2 separate regions of the Oryctolagus cuniculus genome follow, and region 2 is linked to region 1. Evidence: chromatin contacts called from public Micro-C data. All regions are on one chromosome and are shown on one strand. The core of a region is the stretch at or near the end of the contact, and the rest is flanking DNA. Distances in the headings are between cores, read along the strand shown.

What was found. Hi-C and Micro-C count contacts between places; a contact is called where the count stands out from the background.
Region 2: a contact with region 1 is called in a Micro-C map of ear pinna, with 4 times the contacts expected there. The contact joins the enhancer-like site here to the promoter of RAB2A in region 1. A contact is called at or near these places in 2 of 6 Hi-C or Micro-C datasets (ear pinna and an unstated tissue).

Annotation. Positions count from the first base shown.
Region 1 is chr6:85,884,526-85,891,850 of mOryCun1.1, forward strand. It overlaps RAB2A (RAB2A, member RAS oncogene family), which reads left to right and starts at 4,169. Exons shown (of 8, transcript NM_001101702.1): 1 at 4,169-4,214. The coding sequence starts at 4,169.
Region 2 is chr6:86,017,949-86,024,559 of mOryCun1.1, forward strand. No RefSeq gene overlaps it. Among named protein-coding and RNA genes, the nearest start is that of CHD7, 99 kb to the right of the region's middle. Within about 2 kb of position 2,338, at least 8 of the 8 cell types and tissues checked have an H3K27ac peak or open chromatin away from gene starts, as enhancers often do. A contact at or near this core is called in ear pinna, where this site is marked.

The DNA of each region.
Region 1 (7,325 bases), core at 2,919-5,418:
TCATTTCATATGTTGAACATTCTGATAATGAAATTGCTAGAAGTAGAGATAAAGACCCCATTCATACAGAAGAGAGGAGACAGAGAAGGGCTGAAATGTGATCTCACCATTCCCTGAACCACTTATTTCCAAAGATCTCATCTCACACAAAAGACAGAAGGTTTGCTCTGTCTATGCCTCCCACTGGGAAACAATAAGCTTATCATTTCCTGGAAAATGACATGAAAACAGATATCACTTTATCAAAATTCAAGCACCTTTAGGGATAGAGAGTAACATCAGTTGAGTACACCTATGAGAGTAGTAACTGATTCTTCAACCCGATGGGAGATGTCTTCCTCATGCTTACCCACTCTCATTCCAGTCTCAAAATTTCCAAAGCCAGGAATACCTATCAATAAACACAAGACAAAACACCTTAAACATAAATGGACAATAGAGTTTGAGCCAACTGCAAGGTCTAGTCTGCCTGACCAAAAAAAAAAAAAAAAAATCAATGCAGATAATAAATTTTTTTTTGACAGACAGAGTTAGACAGTGAGAGAGAGAGATAGAGAGAAAGGTCTTCCTTCTGTTGGCTCACCCCCCAAATGGCCACTACGGCTGGCGCGCTGCGCCGATCTGAAGCCAGAAAAGCCAGGTGCTTCCTCCTGGTCTCCCATGTGGGTGCAGGGCCCAAGGACCTGGGCCATCCTCCACTGCACTCCCGGGCCACAGCAGAGAGCTGGACTGGAAGAGGAGCAACTGGGACAGAATCCGGTGCCTGGACCGAGACTAGAACCCGGGGTGCCGTTGCTGCAGGTGGAGGATTAGCCTAGTGAGCCGCAGCGCCGGCCATCAGATAATAAAATATTACTGATGTCATATGGTGCTGGAGGAGTTGGTCTTTTAATATCCTTGGATACAATAGAAATCATCCACTTGCAATTTTGTGTATAAATTCTTTCTCAGTCATACTGGACTTTTCAGAGTCCTCACATCTAGCTACAGCAATTATGTAAGCAGCCAGATTTTTTTTTTTTTTTTTTTTTTGACAGAGTGGACAGTGAGAGAGAGACAGAGAGAAAGGTCTTCCTTTGCCATTGGTTCACCCTCCAATGGCTGCCACGGCCAGCGCGCTGCGGCCGGCACACCGCACTGATCCAATGGCAGGAGCCAGGTACTTATCCTGGTCTCCCATGGGGTGCAGGGCCCAAGTACTTGGGCCATCCTCCACTGCACTCCCTGGCCACAGCAGAGAGCTGGCCTGGAAGAGGGGCAACCAGGACAGAATCCGGCGCCCCGACCGGGACTAGAACTTGGTGTGCCGGCGCCGCTAGGCAGAGGATTAGCCTAGTGAGCCGCGGCACCAGCCAAGCCAGAATTATTATCTCTATTGAACAGATGATGAAAAGTTTGGAGAGGATTTTCTCAAGGTCAGCTACTTAGTAGCAACAAGAGACCATAATTCAGACCTCCTGGATTCTCATATTAGGCCTTTCTCCAAACCACTTTATCTGCTGAAAGCACTAGGTAAAATCTGAAGGACATAGAAAAAAATTTTAATTTAAGAAAATTTCGCTGATTTAATTCACTTTTTAATTAATTATTAGTTCAAAATATTTTATATAGCTTCATTTTTAACATACTTTTATGAAATGAATTTATCATCATTCCAATATCCAGTATTTCAGTCTTTTCTATTACTAATAATCAATCCATTGGTAGAAAGAATAGCCTATACATAAGCTAAAGTTTCTTCTCCCAAAAAAAAATGCACAGTGGCTGAGGATGTGAACTTGCTATCATTAACTTTTGACTCTTCAAGTAATGTGAATGCCAGGGCAGTCCTCCTGTATTCTTCATCAGGTCAAAGCACACGGAGACTCTAACCTCCATCAAGGCAGGGTCCTCATTGGACTCATTGAACTCCATAGCTCTAATTGACAGGCTGGAGGTGGAGATTCAGAGAGGGAATGAAGGAGAGGGGAAATAACTTCAGTGTGTATTTAACCTCTCCTGTGTGTTTGACATTGTGCTGGACACTTTTCACACCTTATCTCATGGGGAAGCAAAGGCTGAGGTAGTTCAGCAATTTTAATTTAAATTTTTCTGTCTCTCTGCCTAATTTAAAAAAAACAAATAAAAGACTTCTGACTTGGACAAGCCTATTTAAGTAACATTTTACTGCCTCACTTTATAGATGCATATGCTGGAGCTCCAAGAAGTCATCTGATTTGTCACAATTAGTCAATCATTAGTGGTAGGGCCAAGACCAAAAATCAGTATGGGAATGCTCCTGACTCCTAAGGGTCTAGATGTTTCCGTAACAAGCATCCTGACAGAGTTGTCCTGTTGAGGCTGTGTTAGTAAAGGTCTTATCCCTGAAGGTGAACACTTGAGCTTCTCTCCTATCACTCAGGAGAGACTGCGTGAAGGCACTCCAATGAGAGGAACAAATGGGTACTGGAATCCGGAGGTCTTGGCCAAAGACCTCCCCTTCTCCAAGCAAAAGATAAGTGAAGTAGATTATGTAATTCCAAGTGAATTTTCATGTCAAATTTTTGCGTGCTATTCCCTGAAGCTTGAGTAAAATCTCCTTTAAGTATTCCAGAAAAACTCGTGAGTTCATACTGGGCAAAGCCATCCAAAACATGTTGCAACCAACCCCAGCCAGTCCGGCATGCTAGTGTCAAGAGTAATTACACAATCAGGAATCCCACAAGGGAGAGAACATTAGGCAACAAGAACCAGGGCCACTGAATCCCTGTCACTTCTTCCCAGCAATAATTCTTCCACTGCCAACATTAGAGGGTACCAGTTAGTCAATTAGCTTCCTTATGCAACTTTAAATTCTCCAAACAGAGCCATCAACTTCGCACATTCTGTTCCTTGCGCATAAACTTTGACTCCTTCTCCTGTATGTTTGTCCTTTTGACAACCCCTTGCATGCTCAGATTTCTGGTTCAGGCATCGTCTTCCCCACATCTTTCCTAAAATTAAATTAGCTGTTCCTCTTCCAAAACCTGTGCTCCTTTCAAATGGCCTACTCCAGCTGCTTTGCCTAGTGTTGTGGAAAACATTAGCATGTAGTTGTATTCAGTATTTGTTGAATGAATATAAAATCCACCTTTTTTTTTCCCTTTAACAGTCTTTTTAATAGGTAATTCACAAACACTGCAAACATTTTTGAACCACACAAAAAAATTCAGTGAAAAGTAGATCCCTGCCCAATTCCATCCCTTCAATATCCATTGTTTCCTCTCAGATTGATTATGCACATGCATATTTAAGAATATTCTGTGATTTTTTACACATAGCAAACATTTACAATATGAAATAATTACTATATAAACATATATACATACAAGTATATGACATATAACCATATATAATATATAACTTAAATATCTCTTTAGACACATAAGCTGTTTTGTTTCTCCCTAACGCAAGTCAGGCTTCTTTCTTCAATCACGAGTAGTGTAGTATTCCACCGTAGAGAACACCATCATTTACTTCCCAATCCCTGACACTTCCATTAAGACCCCGTCCCAAACAAAAAACGCCATCGCCCCACCCCAGGCCCGAGCAGCTCCCACATCTTCAAACGCCCCCTCAAAACCCAGAGGGGCTCCCTGCACCGAACGCCACCTGCGCCTTCCCGCCACGAACGCGGCGCGTGAGGCGGCGACGGAACCGAACGCTCCCGCCCCTCCCCCCGCGTCTCAAGGCCGCCGGGGTCGCCAGCTCAAACGAGCCGGAACAATCGGCGTCCGGCCTTGCAGGCGCGGGGCGGAGGGGGAAGCCAGGCCGCGGCCGGCTCGGCGTGGGGCGGGGCTCTGGCGGGACTGGGCGGGGCTCCGGCCGGCGGGGCGCGGCCGAGGTGCGGGGCTCCTCCCCTTTCCTCCCGCGGCGCCGGCGGCCGCAGCACTTCCGGGTCGGCGCGGAGGCGGGGCGGAGGCGCCGCGGCGGCTGTTATTGTTCGGCTGGGCTCGGCCGGGCGCTGTCTCCTTCGGCTCGGTGGTGTCAGTTTGTCCGGCTTCCTCTCGGCCCTTCATTCCCGGCGGCTGACGGCGGCAGCGGGCGGAGCCTGGCGTTTCGGGGCTGAGCGGCGCCGGGGTGAGGGGCGCGGAGGAGGAGCAGTAGCAGGAGGAGGAGCCGTGTGCCCTGGCACCGAGCGGCCGCGGCCATGGCGTACGCCTATCTCTTCAAGTACATCATCATCGGCGACACAGGTGAGGCCCTGCGCGCGGTCGGGCAGTGTCGGCAGCCTGTGTGCCCGGGCTGAGGGGGCAAAAACGGCGTCTGGCGGCGGTGCGGGCGCCGACTCCACCCGGCGCCTCCCTCCCGGCCGCGCAGCTCCATTTCCGCAGTGCTGGAGCTGGTGACGTGGGCACTGCGAGCGGCCGCGGCCTGGCCAGGCCCGGCCCGGTCCGCGGCCCCCGCCCTGGCCAGCCCTGCAGCCGAGGGCCGCGGCAGCCGTTTGCTGCCTAGTCTGGAAAAGTGTGTGACAGCAGGGGCGAGCCAGCCCAGCGCCGTCAGGGCCCGACGCAGACGATTGCGCCCCGGCCCCAGGCCCGTTCGTTCTTGCGTCCCTTCGTGGTCTCCCCGGGAAAAGGGAGGGGGGAGAGCCGAAGGGGAAGGGACCGGGGTCTTGGTTTTCCTTACCAGCCCCACCTCCTCCAGCCAGCACGCCTAGGCCTGTGCTAGGCGCTCCCTGATGTGGGACAGACAACTGAGAAGGAGAGAAGAAAGCCTTTAAAAAAAATTGTTACTTAACACTTTCAAGTCCCGAGTCAGCATAAATCCCATCTCGTTATTTGACAGCTAGGGAATCCCTTTCAGGGTCATTAAAGTTCTGTCGACTTCTACCACGTGTGAACGGCTTGATTGCAGTGTTGCAGGGCTGGGGTGTGTGCAAATGTGTGTCTACGGGGGGAGGGGGACGCTGAGGTTTTAGATGGGCCTGGGGGTCCCAGCTGCTAGTTTTCAGGTGACCTCATGTCCATGTGAAATGCAAGGAAATTCGATTATTCTTACTCTAAATAACATCCTGGCGTGTTTCACAGTTAAGCAAACTCATCATAACATAGTGTTTAATACCTGTGATTTTGGCGTTACTTGGAACCTAAGAATAAACCCAAAGCTTGTTCAGGTGTTACAACTATTAATATACGCGGGTCTGATTTCAGTGGGGACTCTTGCACAACTTTGGACCCTTTGCACAATTTTGGAAATGTGAGCAACAGCAGCTTGTGGTTGCACTAATGATGTAGCATATTCTGTAAGTAACCAGGGAAGCCCGTTGATTGCTGCCTTGAAGTAAAACTTTGTGTTATAAATATGGATTTTTGGCAAGGATTTTTGGTGTGTGTATTTATGGAAACTGAATGGTTTTCTATGTAAGAAAGATCCCACGTATAGCAATGTTTTGCAAATAGTTAATTGTACATTTATAAACCTTTAATGAATGTCATGTATTTTTAAGGAGAAAGGGAAAGTCTAAAGCCTTCTGGCAAAATTTGATTTAGGCTGTCAAAACAAGATTCAGGCTGAGAAAGATGTCACATTAACTATTTTTTGTAAAGATTTATTTATTTTATTATTTGAAAGGCAGAGTCAGAGAGAGGCAGAGTCAGAGAGAGAGAGACACCAGATTTGAGAATTAGAGAGGCATGACTGTGGCCATTGGCTATCTCAGCAGTAGTGAAGATTCAAAATTAGACTTTGCAGGTTGCCTTTTTAAACCTTTTTTTTTTTTTTTTAGCTTTTTAATTGAGGAAATAAAGTATTGTGCAGGGAGGAGTGGGGTTACAGATATTAACAAGTTGGGTGCTCTCTGCTCTTAGAATTTGCTCTCATCCAAAAACAGTCCCTAGGCAGTTGAAAGGGAAGACACTCTTTTCTGGCAATTATTACTGTTCCAATCTAGTTCAAGCACTGAATACTTGACATTAGACTGTATAAAGCACCATTTTCTCCCCACTCCAGTTCAGCCAGTATAGTTTGCTGTCAGCTTAATCTTCCTGAAATGTGGTGTCCGGAGGCTATTCCGCTACTCGCTCACATTTTTTAGTTTGACCCTCAATGAACTGCACATTTTAGCTTTTATCTGTTTTTCCTGGCATCTCTCTTGCTATTTCCCCACGTTGCTTCTGCCAGTGAGATCCAGTGGCTGATTTCTGTGGCTTTAGCTGGCACCTGCTTCTCTCTGTGTGGAGTGTCTTTTGCTACAATCTCTCCCTCTGGGAATTCTTTCTGTCTTTTGAAGGCTAACGGGGTCTTCCATAATGCCTGAAGAGTAAATATATAAAGATTTTATTATGTGCCAAGATTGTCCGTACATCCTGACTGGAAGGCACTATTCCCTTTCTGAATTTGTGCTTCTCACTTTGCCCCGAATGAGTTGTTTTATAGGTACTTGATGTGGGCATCTAAATTTGATTATGTGCTGCTTGAGAAAAGATGCTTTGTATGACTGTTTCAGGAATTGCCTACTAAAGAGAAGGCGGCCCTATGAAATTAATGAATGAGGACCCAAACCAGTATATTCCTTATTATATATTAGTAACTTGATAGAAACTTTTTAGCCCAATTCTGTCACTTTTTATTGACTATAGCCAAAATCCATTATCATATTTCTTCAATTCAGACTATATCCATAGTTGTAAGATACACTCTATGTGACCCTCCACCTAAAAAAATATATTGAATCTGTTCTGTGAGATCCTTGAGTTTTTTAAAAAGTAGTGTGAGAAACATACATGTTAGAATGAAGGGACTCATCTACATTCCTGTTTCTTTCTGTAGCCTGTAAAATAGTCATTCTTAGCCTTTTTTTTCTTTCAATAGTGATATAAAATAAAATAGTGAAAATACTTTGATTTCCCAAGAGAAAGGAACCATGAACATTTTTTTGTTTTCTTTTCCCATTCATAGAAGAGGTTTTAAAAACTTTTGCATGACCATGATAATACTGTTGATCTGTTTTCCTGCTGTGAGACCAAATCCAGTTGAAATGTAGCTTTAAGCTTTTCATTAGTACTGTCTTGTTTCTGAAAAATTATGTAGGATAATGTGTCAATTAAATCCAGATGGATAATTACTTTTTAAAGATTTATTTATTTATTTAGAGAGACAGAGTTACAGACAGAAGAGACAAAGAGAGGGGTCTTCCATCTGCTGGTTCACTCCCCAAATGGCTGCAACGGTCAGAGCTGGACCCATCCAAAGCCAGGAGCCAGGAGCTTCTTCCAGGTCTCCCATGCAGATGCAGGGGCCAAAACACTTGGGCCATCTTCCATTGCTTTCCCAGACCATCATCAGGGAGCTGGATCAGAAGTGGA
Region 2 (6,611 bases), core at 1,088-3,587, 130 kb after region 1:
AAAAAAAAATGCCTCAAGTGCTTTGGGCCCCTGCACCTACCTAAGAGACCTGGGAGAAGCTCCTGACTCCTGGCTTCAGATCAGCCCTGCTCCAGCCATGCAGTCATTTGGGGAGTGAACCACCAGAAGGAAGCTCTCTCTCCGCCTCTGCCTATGCCTCTCTGTAACTCCGCCTTTCAAATAAATAAATCAATCTTTAAAAAATATTTTAGGTTCAAAAGAATTTTGAAATCCACACATAATTTTTTATAATATGTATGCCCAATGTACTATTCGAAGACTTACCTGCTGTGTCTATTAAAAACAATTTTTACTCAGCTTAATCTCTAAATGTAATGATGCATTCAATAACAAATGTTTACTCATAATAATAAATGCTAGAAGTGTAAATAAAAACAAATTTGTTACCCTCACACAGCTGCTTATTTCTGACTTCAAGGGAATGCTAGAATCATTATGATGATTATTTCTGCTTTTTTGAAAATTCCTGTATGATAACTAGTGAGGGTGGAGTTCAGAAGTGGCATTTGAGGGAGCTGCAACAATGTTTTAGATTTTCCTTGCAGCTCTTCTGTTTTCTACACTTAAGGGAAAAAAAGACATATCACATTAGTATAAATTTTAAGGACAGTCTGTAAATTTATTTAACACCAAATCTGATTTAGTGGAAATCCCTCTAGTAAGAAATGAGGTCATGTGTCTTGCAATGAATCATGTCATTAAATTTATCTCTTTCTGGAAGCGTTCCTTCCTTCATTTGTTTGTCATTTCCAAGTCTTTAATTCTTGATTACTCAATTTAATTTTTGAAGAAGGCACAGAAGTGAAGCTAAAAACATCTCTATCAGCATATGTCTTAACAATAATTTTTTCCTATCCAGCTTTTTGAAAAAACAAATAGCAAGTTTCTTTTCTTTAGAATTCTGTGAACATTTTCCATTTCTGCTGCTGTTACCTAAAGTCTCCTATACCTCGCCATCTTTCTACCCCTTTGATAATGGGAACCAAATAGGACGATGGCTCTTCTTTATTATCATGTTCCATTACCTAGAAAACTTCCATAGGATGAACCATAAGCCTCCTCTTCACACAAACAACTGATGGATCTCCACACATTTCTCCACTAATTTTCCTTCGATCACACTCTGGAAGACTGAAGCCCCACGTAAGTAACTGTCCCACATGAGGAAACCTATGATATCAAGCTCTCATGGGTTCCAAAGCCTGGAGATGTAATCCAATACACAGGCTTTATCAAGATAGCCTAGAGTCAATTATTTTAAAAACGGGCGCAAACTTTGAAAGCTATGCAGAGTAGCGCCCTCCCTTCATATATATGGAAACTAACATCTGGAAAGGCTGTACTGTCTAGGACAAGGAAATACGTAATTTTGCTTAAATTTACACAAGGGTCACGATTAAAGGAAGCCTGAAGACCGAGGCAAGCTGTTTGTGACAGTTGCCCCTTTTCACTTATTTGAGCAACGAACCCTTCATGTCAAACAATGGTTTTATTTCCTTGCAGAGGACGATTTTGCATTTTGAAACATCACCTTCAACGCCACACTCGGAACCGGTGGTATCAGAAAAGTTAGCATTTTCCCACCGCGGCGTTCCCAACACCGCAAGGAGCCCTGGGTCGGTGGGCTCGGCGCCGTGAGGGACCCTCGCTCCGCACCCATTTTGATCGGAGGAGGGCGGCGGGGGAAGGACAGAGACGGCCGCCACCAGACAATGTCCTGCATTCACGGCGGCCTCGGCCAATCACAGGCCGGCGCCTTCCGGCCCCGCCGGCGCCACCGGCTAGGGCTCCGGCCGGAGACGAGCTTGCTCTCGGCGAGGCCGTCCGCAGCCATTCCGGGGCAGGGCGCGCCGTCCTCCAACTGCGCGGGGCCCGGAGGAAGGGCTAGGGGCGACGGGCGTTGCGGCGTCCCCTAGGGGTAGGGGTCGTGCACAGAGGGCAGGACGCGTAGCCCTCTCCGCTTCGAACACGGCGCTGTCCCTTTAAGACGATCCTCCTCCCGGGGCCCAGACGCGCGTCGGCGGCCCCGCCGCGGGGGGCAGCGACATCCGGGCTACCGAGTTGGCAACAGCGACGGCCCCTCGGGCAGTTCCCAGTCCCGCCGGGGGACGCCCGCCTCGCTGCGGCTGAGGAACGCCGCCGGGCAAGACGGGGGTACCTTCGGGGAACACAACCGCCTAGCCTGGGGCTTCCCCGCCGCCGCCACAGCCTCAGAGAGTCCCGGGCAGGGCCCCCGGGGCCGGCACGCGGGTCACGGACGCTCCGCCCGCGGGGCCGCGCAGCGCGCGCCCGCCTGGGCCCCGCCCCACCTCCTGCGCGTGCTCGGGGGGCGGGGCGACGCAGAGGCAGCCAATCAGAGTTCGGAGGCCAGGCCCGCCCTCGAAGTCCGAGCTGCCGGGAGAACTTCGTGGGGGGCGCAGCGGCCGGAGGCGGGTGGGGAAGCGCCGCCGGGCCGGCGGAGCTGGGGAGCCGGGCGCGGAGCCGGGGGGCGCTGACTCGGAGGACCTGCGGAAGTGCAAGGGGCGGGAGCGGCGGGGAGGGGTGTGGGCCGCGCGTGAGAACCGGCGCGGGCGGGCGGGCGAAGGGGGAGGTGCCCGGAGCAGGTGGTGCGGCCGGAGGAGGGCAGGGAGCGGGCCGAGGGAGGGCCCAGGGGGAGCGGGCACGTCCCGGGGATAGGAACACCGGCGTGGATGTGCTGAGTTAATACCCGTGCAGCCAGGAGCTGTCAGCGTTTATTTATGCAGGACAGAGAACTTCAGAGACGTGGTGCGCTCACTGGGGAGAGAGACGTTCCAAGACGTTTTCCTCTGCTCTATTTTTTTAAATAATATATTTAATGGCTGATGCTGGTTATTAAAAATTAAACGTTGTTCACATTTTATCAGGAGGGGTTGGGAGAAGGAAGAACAAAAAGCATTTGAAAAGTACGATCCGTCCGTGTGAGCCAAAGTTTTGGGAACGCATCTGAGTTTGAACAGTCGGGTGCATGGAGTTAATAGGGGAGCGCTGCGGGTGTTCTGACTGGGGCGTTACTCTGCACGCTCTGCTGCCTGACGACCACGAACGAGCCCCTAGCCCAAATTCTCCTTTTCCCTGTCTCAGAGCTCCGCGCGTGTGTGCAGCGCCGAGGAGCAGAGCACCCCCCCACCCCAGGCCGGGCCGCGGGCGGGCTTCCCCGCCAGCTGTCTGCACCGTGTGCGCGCCCCGCGGGCTCCTCCACCCCCGGGGCGTCCTCCCGCCCCCACACCACCGCTGTCCAGAAGCCCAGGCACGTCTAACTCGGGTGCCCCAGAAGTCTCCGAATTCTACGCGTTCTATACGCCACGGCTGCTCACCTTCCCGCCGACCCTGCGGCGTTGCCCGTCTCGGCGACAGCGGCCCCACGGCCTGGTCTTCAGCACCCGCCGACCCTCACCCCGGTCCCGGCCGCTCTGGGAACCGTCTTACACCCAGACCTCTAGGCGTCTGGTTGCCGCCCCCACCACGCTGCGGCTGACCCCGTGCGCCACCAGCGTGTCCCACCTGGACGACCGCGCTTAGCCGGTCACGCACCGTCGGCTCTGCCCTCCCCCTCCTCGACAGTGCAGCCTGCAGGTGCTTTGTGTACGTGCGATCGTGTTGCTGTCTTTTCAGATCTTTGAAGGGCTCCCTGTGGCCCTCAGCCCTGTCTCCTTACCTTCGCTCTCTAAGGCCCTGCGTATCCTGTTTCCGCTTTCGTCCGGGGCTGGACCGTTCACCTCGGGCCACTCCTCCCGATTCCAGGCCTCGATTCCAGGCCACCTGAGTTGCTTTCGGTTCTCCCGACGTGCCAAGTCCCTTGCAGCCGCCGCAGCCCTTGCCTGTCTGCTCCGTGCCTTGGGAAGCGGCTTCCTCCCCTCCCCCAGAGCAAGGGTGAGGGGCGCCCACCACACGCCTGCCTCTCCCGTGCACCCCCAGCCCCGCGACCCCTGCCATCCTGCCTGGCGGTGGCAGCGGCTGCATCGTACTCTGGTTGTCCCAGTGCCTACGATGGCCCTGACAGGAGCTGGTCGGAGCCCAGGAACCCTTTTAGAATACACAGTGATAAGCGCCAAGAACTGAAAATAAGCAGTGCTTTAGGCATCAGGTGGTATATTCGTTTTATGTTGCTGATGTTCTCAGCTTTCGTAGTTTCAAGTTTCTCTGTAAGAATAACTTTTTTGAAAGATGACACAGTTTTTGTCACAATCCGCTACAAACCTCTTTTTAAATAAATAGCATACGTGGGTTGTGAAATGAAATTCTAGAACAGTGATTCGCTGTGTAGTGCAAATGGGCAGAAGTGTTCAAGATCAGACACCGAAACTTTAAAACTGAGCTGAAGTTAATGCCCCAATAATGATTGAGGAAAGGAGTGGAAAGAAAGGGTATAAAGATATGAATTCTAGTTCTTTGTGATTATTAATTTTAAGGACAGCAATTATCAATAGATTAAGAAATTACTCTGATTCTAGCTTTTTTTAGGAAAAAATTCCAGTATTTTTAACATTTTTTCATTTGTTTGTATGAGATGTCATTGTAACAAATTTAAATTCTCGTTTTTCTGTGCTCACTCCCAGCCAGCAGTGCTAACATATGTACCTTTAGATCTGTAGTATTTCTAAACAGCTCTGCTACACACTTTCCAATAAAGTTAAACAAGAATTCTTTGTTGAGCGATGTAATATTTAGAGGGGAGGATAGGGGAATAAATCTTAACTACTGCAAATTGTTTCCCTGCAGCCTTGCTCTGAAGGAGATCCTTGTTGGTTTTCTCATTACTGTACAACCAGCCTCTGCTGGCTTGGTTACACTTTGCTGGGAGGGAGTAGGATTTAGTGGGGGGGAAAATAGAAGAAGAAGGGGTGAGAGTTTCTTTAATAAAATAAGCAAAAAATAAATAAGCTATGAAAGTAAAGTAATAATGTACTGATAGAAAAAGATAAAAAGAAATTGTTCATATGCTTTTTGCTATAATTAATATGAGTTAATAGTATCCCATTTATTTAATGAAAACAATACTTAAAGCAGAGGAAATATGCATTATAATTATTCCTGTTTCTACAGAAAAATATTCTCCAAATATGTATCTAATCTGTTTACAGCACATGCCAAATGACTGTTATAAACAAATGATAGAAAAATAAGTGCACAGAAGTGATTTCTCTTTTGTATGTAGACTTGAATGGTTTTAAGTTTAGAAAACATTTTAGAGACTCTGATTTAATAACCATGCTACAAATATACTTGCTTACTTGGAAAATATTTTTTAAATTGTTAGTTCCAAATTAACAGTGGCAAAAAGACTTATTTAAAATGTTTAAGATCAAACTTTTTTTAATAGCTAATTCTAAGATTACATATATAGTGGAAATACCTTTCAGCTTTATTGAAGCCTGCCAAACCTGTTTAAGTGACCACTTGAAAGAAACACATGTTTAAGATGAGATCTAAGATTGCCATTTGTTACATTTGTTGATTTTAGCAGAGATTTAGAGTTAATTGGGCATTGAAAATAAACCAGCAACCTGGTGCAGATATGTAGACAGAGATGGCTAGAGCAAGGGAGAGTGGTCAGGGTAGGACATGAGCTGAAGTCTCAGGTCCAAGTCAGCCAGGTTTATTCCTATGCCAAGTTACGTCCTGTACTTAACTTCCACATTTATGAATAGGGCGATCACTTACAACCACCAACAGTGCTGATGTGAGCACCAAATGAGAATCAAATATAACATAAACTTAAAAGCTTTGGGTGAGTGGCAGTTTCTAATAATATTCTACTTTAGATTTGGAGATAATTGAGTTTTCATGGAAATTACATAAATAACATACACATACATTTATCGTGATAGTACAAGTGAGAGAGAAATCTAAGAAGGAAATAAATTACCTTTTCACCAAATTTGATTCTCTTAAGGGGAATTCATATACACTTGCATTTGCTTATAGGTAATAGTTGATATTAGAGTGGGGCATCCTATATTAAAAAATCATTATGAAAGTACATTTAAAGGGGATTCCAATGCTATCTAGGTTTTTATTATGCTCAAAGCATTATACATAAGTAACGTGATATTTATATGTGGGAAGGAAACTAATAAAAATAAACAAAAAGTAAATAGTTAATGAAGTGTATCTTGTTCAATGCTCACTGTCAAAGGTTAAGAATGCAAAATATTCCCCATGGACATGTCTTCATCCAAGTTTGAAATCTTTGGCCAGAGGTTAGCCGTCCTAACAGATTTCACTGAATACTGTATGCAGAGGTTCTAGTGCACCCTGTATGATTGGAAACCTAAGTGGAAGATGCAGTTTTTCTCAAGGGAGCTGACATTGAATTCCAATAAGAAAGCAAAACGTTAGTCCTGAAACGTTTGTGAGTGGGTCTCTGCTCCTTGCAGGGAATGAGAGCTGTGTGGAGAGTTCCCCCAGTTGCTTCTCCTTGCAGCCTTCCAGGAAGCCTGAGCAGCAAGCAGAGGAGAGGGACTCTCATCTGAGCACCTCACCCTCACGCTCTGCCCTTTCAGCGTTAGTCTCATTTGTTGCTTGGCTCGATTTGTAGGAGAAGGGAACGTGAACAGCAGAGGGAGGGA